Regions from separate parts of the Zea mays genome. Here regions 1 and 2 are each linked to region 3. The links are chromatin contacts, called in public Hi-C maps. All regions are on one chromosome and are shown on one strand. The core of a region is the stretch at or near the end of the contact, and the rest is flanking DNA. Distances in the headings are between cores, read along the strand shown.

Region 1 (2,700 bases), core at 90-2,589, 220 kb after region 3:
AAGATGAGGAATGATGGTGAAGGCAATATATAGAGTATATATATGTAATGACAGTTGGAAACACCGCCAGCTACCGCCAAAGTAAGCATCGACATCGATGGATGGGTCACCAGTTTGCTTCGGCGGTGCGGGTGCCTTCTCGCACTCGAGAGCAAGGCGGACGAGTCCCGAGGCCATCTCCCTGACGAGCGCGCCGGTGGAGTAGGCGGCGAGCTCGACCATGAGCGCGGGCGGGGCGCGCGGGTCGGTCTGCAGGGCCAGGTGCACGCGGCCGCGGCGGCGGCCGAAGATGGTGCCGGTGACGGTGGCGCAGGACCCCAGCGGCCGCCTCCCGCGCCCGCGCCGCGCTCGAGCTAGCACGGCCAGGATCGCCGACCGGAGCCGCGAAAGCGCTTCCCCGTGGCGCTTCCTGCCCGGCGCGTCGTCTGGAGTTGGACCAGCGACGGCGACGGGGACGTTGTAGGGCGTGGCGCCGGCGAACATGGAGGCGCACTCGTCGTCGCAGTCGTCGGCGGCCTCTTGCTGTTCGACGGTGACGGACCGGCCCTGCTGCACCTTGTTGGCGCGCTTCCTGAGCAGCCATTGGAGGTTTGCGAGGCCGCCCCCGGCGTTCTTTGACGGGAGCGGCGAGGCAGGCACGGTAACCGCCGGTGACGCAGCGTGGAATTCTCTTGCCATGGCGGCCGCCTGATCAGCTCGCTTCTCGTACATGCGCGTAAGACAGCAGACCGCTGGAAAAGCACAAAGCAGAGTATATATGAAGAAGGCAAGAAGCAAAGCTCGTCGTGCACTGTGACAGTGGACAGAGAGGCAGAGACGTGCAGCTTTATTAGTCTGCAGTGTGACAGAAGAATCCGTTAGCTTTGTGCAGCGGCGCAGGCAGCAGAAGGGCGGCCTGGGCTTTCCGCAGGCTGGTGTGCGCACGCCGTGCTGACTGGCCGAGGGAGGGCTGGATGGCCGGACCGGACCGCCGGATGGGTTGGCAGAGCAGGCGGACCTACAACCACCAAACAGGCAACAAAGTGATGATGTGAATGCAAAGGAAGTGATGGAATTTAGCTGTTTTCCTTTCGCTTTCATGGCGACGGGGAGAGACAGAGCATTGGGAGGCGCAACGCCGGCCGCATGACCCGCGCGCACGACACTGTCGCACTGACATGCGTTTCCAAATGATCATCAATACGTCTGCATGCAATGTTCTATGTTAGTTAGCCTCAGTTTGCAGAACTTTTCTGCACGCCCACTATTCGTGTAAAAAACGGCTAGAGAGCTAGGCATGCATATAGTCGTGAACTTCGTCGTCATAGCTCATCGGTCCTAGATTGACGATGTTCGTGGCTGATTTTTTTTTTGTGGATTTTAGTTAAAGCTTATAGAAATTAATCAATTTTTACCGCTGTAAGCTAACTGGCGAAAATTACTAATTGTTGTCGCGAAAATTAGTATTCTTTTGTTGGCCATGCAGTATGATCACCGAAAATTAACTAGTTTACTCCGAGTAATTCGATATTACGTGTGTTGCGTCTCTACTCATATTAACTACACCGTCGAACCTCCACCCTCGCTAGAGCAATCGTCCCGGCAATCGCTCCATCCAACCCTCACTCGACCATGCCGTCTAGCATGACCGCGTCGTCCCATCCACTTGCTCTGCCCCGACCGTTAACCGCCATTATCGACCACACCATCCACGTCTATCCTAATCTCCCAGCTCGGATACACCGCGTCCATCGGCCCCATATGCGCACACCCTAGACACCTAAACCCTAATCCTTGGCCAACCTGCTTCAACTATTTGTAGCTGCAAAGTGAGTATGATTATAGGGTTTTTAGACTCCTAAATAATTAGCAAAACCTAGAGACTATGAGGGATCTAACTCATTGGTTAACACTCTAGGTGAGAACTCTAATCATTTAACGAATCTATATGTTAAGACTCGTTTGATGTATAAAAATTAGTATTTATTTTGTTATTTGGAATATTTTAGACTTCAGTAACTAAAGCTATTTGAAGATATGTTATAAATCCATAAATATGGTATGGATAATTTGTGATTTGTGTGATGTGGATGGACATAATGTGATGGAAATGGATGAATAAGAATATATGTGTGTGTTATGTATCGATATAAATAGTTAATTTGCATCTGATAAGGCTAATTTTCATCAGTTACAGTGAGTCGATAGAAGTTAATCCTAATTTTCAAGGAGTTTCCATAGACGATGAAAATTAACCAGACAAACTTTCATCGGCTAGGATGAAAATTATTTTCATCGACTAGACGAGACTGATGCAAACTAACTAAGTAGTTTTCATCATTCACCCACAAAAATTAGCTAATTTTCATGGTTTAATATGCAAGAGCAATAGATCGACGAAAATTATCTAATTTTGAAGTGGGCATTTGCCAACAAAAAAATCCAGCATAGTGTTGCGAGATGGCGTCGAAAACATCCGACTTAATTGTTCATGTGGAAATTACATCAATTCATATATCGTGATCTCATTTGTGTAGTGTCGTTCAAAGCTCAATAACATCGTCTCGACAATGGGGACTTATTGTACTTGTACGTGGGGTTGTCGTCCGTGCAAATGCTTGCAATTGAATGGCGCATAGTAAAAAGAATATAATACTCCTTCCTTACTAAATTAAAATTCGTTTTAAGTTACTAAATAAGTTCATATAATACTTGATGTAT
Region 2 (2,700 bases), core at 172-2,671, 260 kb before region 3:
CATGGATATACATTCCTTATTAATTTTATATCTTCCAAGATACTGAAAGCTGCAGGTTTGTCATGTTTCTCACATAACGGGTCGTACAAAATGAAAATGTCATACATAAATACATGGATCTACCAAGTTACATGGTGACACCTGTTTTATTCCAGATTCCTCTAAAAGTGGAACAGACACTGTTGATGCATGAAACAGATATTGTATTATACTATTTGTCTAGATAGGAGTATGCAATATACTAATACAATGGAGAACCCCACTTCTGATAGTTCAGTTTAGGATAGTACATACATAAGCATGCATTTCATCAATAGAAGATGCCGTCAAAATATCTTTTTGAAATCATATTGGATGCGATTATATTCTATTTTCTGCTCTTTCATATAGAACGTAAATCAGTAGTTAAAAACTAAAAATGTTCACAATTTTGACACCTACAGACCATAAAAACATAATCTTCATGACTCATGAACAATTCAACATTTTGAGTAGATGCAATTAATATTGCGTTTCCCATTAGAAAGGATGGTAGTTTAGGCAAGTGCACATTCCAATGCAGCAGACAAGATGCATTCATGCATCAAGGGAAAAAGAAAAGAAAGCTCTGTTGTGTTGTGTCTCACCTTGCTGAGCGCCCGCAGGCACCTGGAGCAGCCGGCGAGCCCCGGCAGCGCGCAGTCCCTCTCCAGTCTCCTTGCCATCCGGCCCTGCGGCGCCGCGCACGCAGGCCGCCGCAGCCTCACCCCGCAGTAGCAGAACGCTACGTCGCACGCCGCAGTTCCGTTGCCAGTGCCGGTGCTTTCGCCCCAATGCGGCCGCGGTAGCGCCACCCCGGCCGCCCGCAGCGCACGGTCCGCCGCGCCGGCGCATTCCTCCGCGTCGTCCGGCAGCACTGGCAAGTCCACCACGGCGGCGGCCTCGGCCGACGCGGCCACCGACGCTTCTCCGACGCCGCTGCCCGAGAGCGCGGTGGGCGCGTACGCAGTGTACAGCCACGCGGCGAGCGCCGGGCAGCATCTTAGGCGCGGCGGGAGCGTCACGCCACTCCCGCCGGCATTGGCGTTGCACGATGCTAGGACAGCGGGAAGGAGCGGAGGCGACGGGGTGAGCTGGCAGACGGAGGTGGCAGCAGCCGCGGCGGCCTCTGACTGCTCCGGGAAGGCCGGGATTGTGGAGGCGACCCCGGCTGACTGGGTCTGCGTGGGCGAGGTGGCGCCGGCGGACGGGAAAAGCAGCGACGGCTCGAGCGACGCTGGGGCGGGCAATGCCGGCCACGCCGTGGCCAGCAGCAGGAGGCGGGTAATGATGGTGAGCAGCACCAGCAGCTCGGCGGTGTAGCGGTGGATGCCCGGCATCGTTGGTTCCTGACCTGCAGGTGACTGAGAACGTTCGGCTGCTCAGGTGACTGAGAATGGACAATGGAAACAGAATCTAGCACTCCAAGGCTCACATCAAACGTTCGAGTCGAATACACGTTTGGGACTTTTTGTGTGTTGGAGTGCCGCTTCGCCCGAGAAGCATCATGTCAGTCTTTGTTATTTTCCTGAGCTAGCTTAACAGCTCAACTGAAATATCTGAAATGCCCTGCCTGGTAATCATCCATGGACTGAAACATGAACATCATCCTGGTTCAAATGATAATTGCACTAAAAGTCCGTAAATTATTTTTTGGTTATGAACCCTTCTGGTTCCTAATTTTTAATAGTATCTCAAATGGTTAAATTTTACCCTTTATGTTTAAATTTCTCTAAGGCCCCGTTTGTTTCGTTGGAATTGAATTCCATTTTAATAATTATAATTTAGACAAAACTAATTAAGTTTATATATTTATATATGTAGTATATTTGTATATTATCCTAAATCATTTGAGAGATATAGTTATATACTATATTTATGGTATAGCGAAGCAAGTAGAAAAGTGTGCTATAAGTTGTACATCGAAAAATAACATGTAAATCTATAGAATCAATTTCCATCTTTCACCCTATGAATTTGAGATAGGCTTATATAATAACTTTGGAAAGTGGTGGAATGTCACATTCTAAAAAATAGCCTATTCTATTAATAAGATTACAATTCCTCAAAATGAAAGGAAACAAACGGGACCTAAGTAGTTTTAAATGCAAGTATTGTTAGAGTAAATGGTCTTGGCCCATATGAGTATTCCAATTGTTCTAAATAAATAGTCCCTCTGTCCTAAAATATAGTTTTTTTTCTAGCCCTCTTTTTCTCTGTTCACATTCATCTAGATGATAATGAATATAGACATACATATAAATTACATTCGTAGATTAATTAATAAATGTTTATTTAGTCTAAAACAAATTATATTTTGGTATAGAGGGAGTAATAAACATTCACCAATACTTAGTGTTATCCTAAACGTTAATTGTTAAGCAGTTGACTTATCGTTTAGCTACTATTCAGCCTAAACCGAAACAATCATAACCCCATATAAACAAACTAGTCAGTTGCCCGTGCGTTGCGACGACTCACAACAATACACACGTAAACTATCCACCAAAAAAGATCTCAATATTTTTTATTGATTGTCTCTGCTCTCCGCATATTTTTTTTTATTTGACTAAGTGAGTCGACATCGTGATAAAGGAAAGGCCATGTAGACAGTCAATATTGAGCCATCGAATGGGTACCATAGACAGCAAATCAGGGATCCCATCCCTCGCCTTCCCCACT
Region 3 (2,700 bases), core at 192-2,691:
AATTGAATCTTTGGGTTCTAACAATTGTGGGAACCATGCACATCTTGGTCCAGATCAGAAAACCTGTTAAATCCACGTGTGCCAAGCACCGAAAGAAAAGCCTAGGACAAGCGTTGCCCGGGGCTAGCCACACCAAGATCGAACTAAATTCTAGAGAACATTGAAGGTCTAGGAACCAAATTAGCCTGCTTCTTAGGAGAAGAAATTCGACCAAAGACAAAAATCCTCTAATTCGTTGAGGTAGAAGCCAAAGATCCAATGTTGTGTCGAAGATGACCCTTTGGGGGTCCTAGAGGTCCCGAGTTGTCCTAGTGAGAACATAACTGCTTTTGACAATCTCCGAAAAGGAGCAGACACGATGGCCACTGAGTGCCGAAACATGACAAAGACTACGGCTACAACAAAAGTGGCCTAGTCATGGCACGGAGAGCTTCATGAACATTGGCAGGCATGACATGTCGCAAAGGTGATCAATGACCAAAGGGGACTAGGATTTGGAAGAATCTTCTTCGGTAAAAAAATCACGATATTCCTCACCCTCGCATGACTTAAGATCCATGTGTGTAAACATTATTAACATGCTTGTAATTTCATACGAAGCTGTAACTCACGACTATAAATAGAGGAACATTATCATGCATTGGACACACTTTTTTAGAGTCCATGAACACCGATTCGCTCCACCTCCGAAGATACCTTCTAACACCTTCGAGTCTTTATGAGTGAAATCAAAGGTATACCTGTAACCATCCATTATGTTGTAAGAATGGAGCAAATCCGATAAGGAATTGAGATGAGTAAATTGTTTCATTCTTTATATTTTATGGCTAATTGGTATCGTTAAATATTTGTGTTTCCATCTTCTCTCTTTGATTGACTCTTAAAAATTAGTCAAATAAAGGGAGAAGCTTAAAATGCGGTCATGTGTGCTGCCTTGTTTTTTTTTTGTTACCGTTAGTAATACAAAACGAGTGACAAAAATAATATTTGTATTTGTTATTTATCTACTCGAATAAATGTTTGGTCCTTAGGTATTCGTCCCGTTTTAATTATACATATATTCGATTTCGGTTGAAATATATTAGTTATCATATAGTACAACCTACTGTCCATCTGCCGTCAGGAACAAGAAATAAGTGACAAAAATAATATTTGTATTTGTTATTTATCTACTCGAATAAATATTTGGTCTTTAGATATTCGTCTCGTCTTAATTATACGCATATTAGATTTCGGTTAAAATATATTAGTTATCATAGTACCGTCCCGTTTTCAGCTGTACTCGTGCAGTCGTGCTGCGGATGGACACGCGCATCACCTGTCGCTGGGTCAAAGGTATCCGCCGACTGCAGGTGCTGACAAGGACAAAAGGCCAAACGCGACGGGTGACACACTCACAGTGCGGTCGCGCTCGGCTCCGCCCCGCCCGCCTCTCCCCATTCTCACTTCTTTTCCCCCAGTTGCGTTGCGTGCCCCTCGTTTCCACACTTTGTTGCGCTCCTTTAGCGCCGGCGGCCCGTAGCCTCAATCATCATTTCCATTCCATCCGGTTTCTTCCGACGACGGTGTGTACAGAGAGCAGGATCGGACAAGTCTCTGCTGGTAGAAGCATGGCGCAGCGCCGGCTGTTGGGCACGGCGCCGGCGCCCGCGGGCGATGCGGCGTCGCACGGCTCGGGCTCCAGCCCCGACGCGATGCGGATCATGGTGGGCGTGCTGGTAACGGTCATCGTCTGCACGCTGCTCTACTGCGTCTACTGCTGGCGGTGGCGGAAGCGCAATGGTGAAACTGCGCTCTGCTGGTGGCTTTCCTTTCCTTTCCATTCCATCCGCTGCTGCTGCGTGTGTTTCTAACATTGGATGATCCCTGCCCTCTTGTTCAGCCATCCGGAGATCCCTGCTGGACAGCCTATGGCGGCGGTCGAGCTCGGACCTGCCGCTCATGGACCTCGCCTCCATCCTCGCTGCCACCGACAACTTCTCCAAGGCCAACAAGCTCGGCGAGGGCGGCTTCGGCCCCGTCTACAGAGTGAGAAATCAACCCAAGGTCGATGGATGTGGCCACAGCTAGCTGTTTTGTTACTCTACATCTAATAGCAATATGCATGATTTGCAGGGCGTGCTGAGCGGCGGCTCCGAGATCGCCGTGAAGCGTCTGTCAGCGCGGTCGCGGCAGGGCGCGGCGGAGTTCCGGAACGAGGTGGAGCTCATCGCCAAGCTGCAGCACCGCAACCTAGTGCGGCTGCTGGGCTGGTGCGCCGAGCGCGAGGAGAAGCTGCTGGTGTACGAGTACCTCCCCAACCGCAGCCTCGACGCCTTCCTCTTCGGTAAGCGAACCAACAGCTCCTTGCCGCCATTGGGCCATGGCCACGTAGCTGTAGGTCTCACGGTAGGTGGGCGTGGTGTCATCACGCTATAAATTCCATGTTCCGTTCGTGTCTAGCTAGTACTACGAGCTAATTAATTCGAGGTGGATGGACTGGTACTATACTCCTAGTAACTTGATGCGCACAGCGCAACGGGACTAATAATTGTGCTCTGCTTACCATCCAAATTAAATTAGTGATCACAACAGATACGGCTTGGTTGGTTGATCAGTACTAGTACTAATTTAATTTAATTAAACCCTAGATCCGAGCAAGAGTGCGCAGCTTGGGTGGAGCACCCGGCACAACGTGATCCTGGGCATCGCCCGCGGCCT

What was found. A called contact is a pair of places that touch in the nucleus more often than the background predicts.
Region 1: a contact with region 3 is called in a Hi-C map of endosperm, with 3 times the contacts expected there. The contact joins the promoter of LOC103638361 here to the promoter of LOC100191721 in region 3. A contact is called at or near these places in 3 of 25 Hi-C or Micro-C datasets (ear, endosperm and tassel).
Region 2: a contact with region 3 is called in a Hi-C map of tassel, with 3 times the contacts expected there. The contact joins the promoter of LOC100275144 here to the promoter of LOC100191721 in region 3. A contact is called at or near these places in 2 of 25 Hi-C or Micro-C datasets (ear and tassel).

What each region holds. Positions count from the first base shown.
Region 1 is chr9:50,606,278-50,608,977 of Zm-B73-REFERENCE-NAM-5.0, forward strand. It overlaps LOC103638361, which reads right to left and starts at 1,340. Exons shown (of 3, transcript XM_020544432.3): 1 at 819-1,340; 2 at 75-731. The coding sequence starts at 1,080.
Region 2 is chr9:50,126,253-50,128,952 of Zm-B73-REFERENCE-NAM-5.0, forward strand. It overlaps LOC100275144, which reads right to left and starts at 1,422. Exons shown (of 2, transcript NM_001149310.1): 1 at 627-1,422. The coding sequence starts at 1,358.
Region 3 is chr9:50,381,287-50,383,986 of Zm-B73-REFERENCE-NAM-5.0, forward strand. It overlaps LOC100191721 (liguleless narrow1), which reads left to right and starts at 1,442. Exons shown (of 6, transcript NM_001137150.1): 1 at 1,442-1,801; 2 at 1,883-2,028; 3 at 2,116-2,326; 4 at 2,631-2,700. The coding sequence starts at 1,780.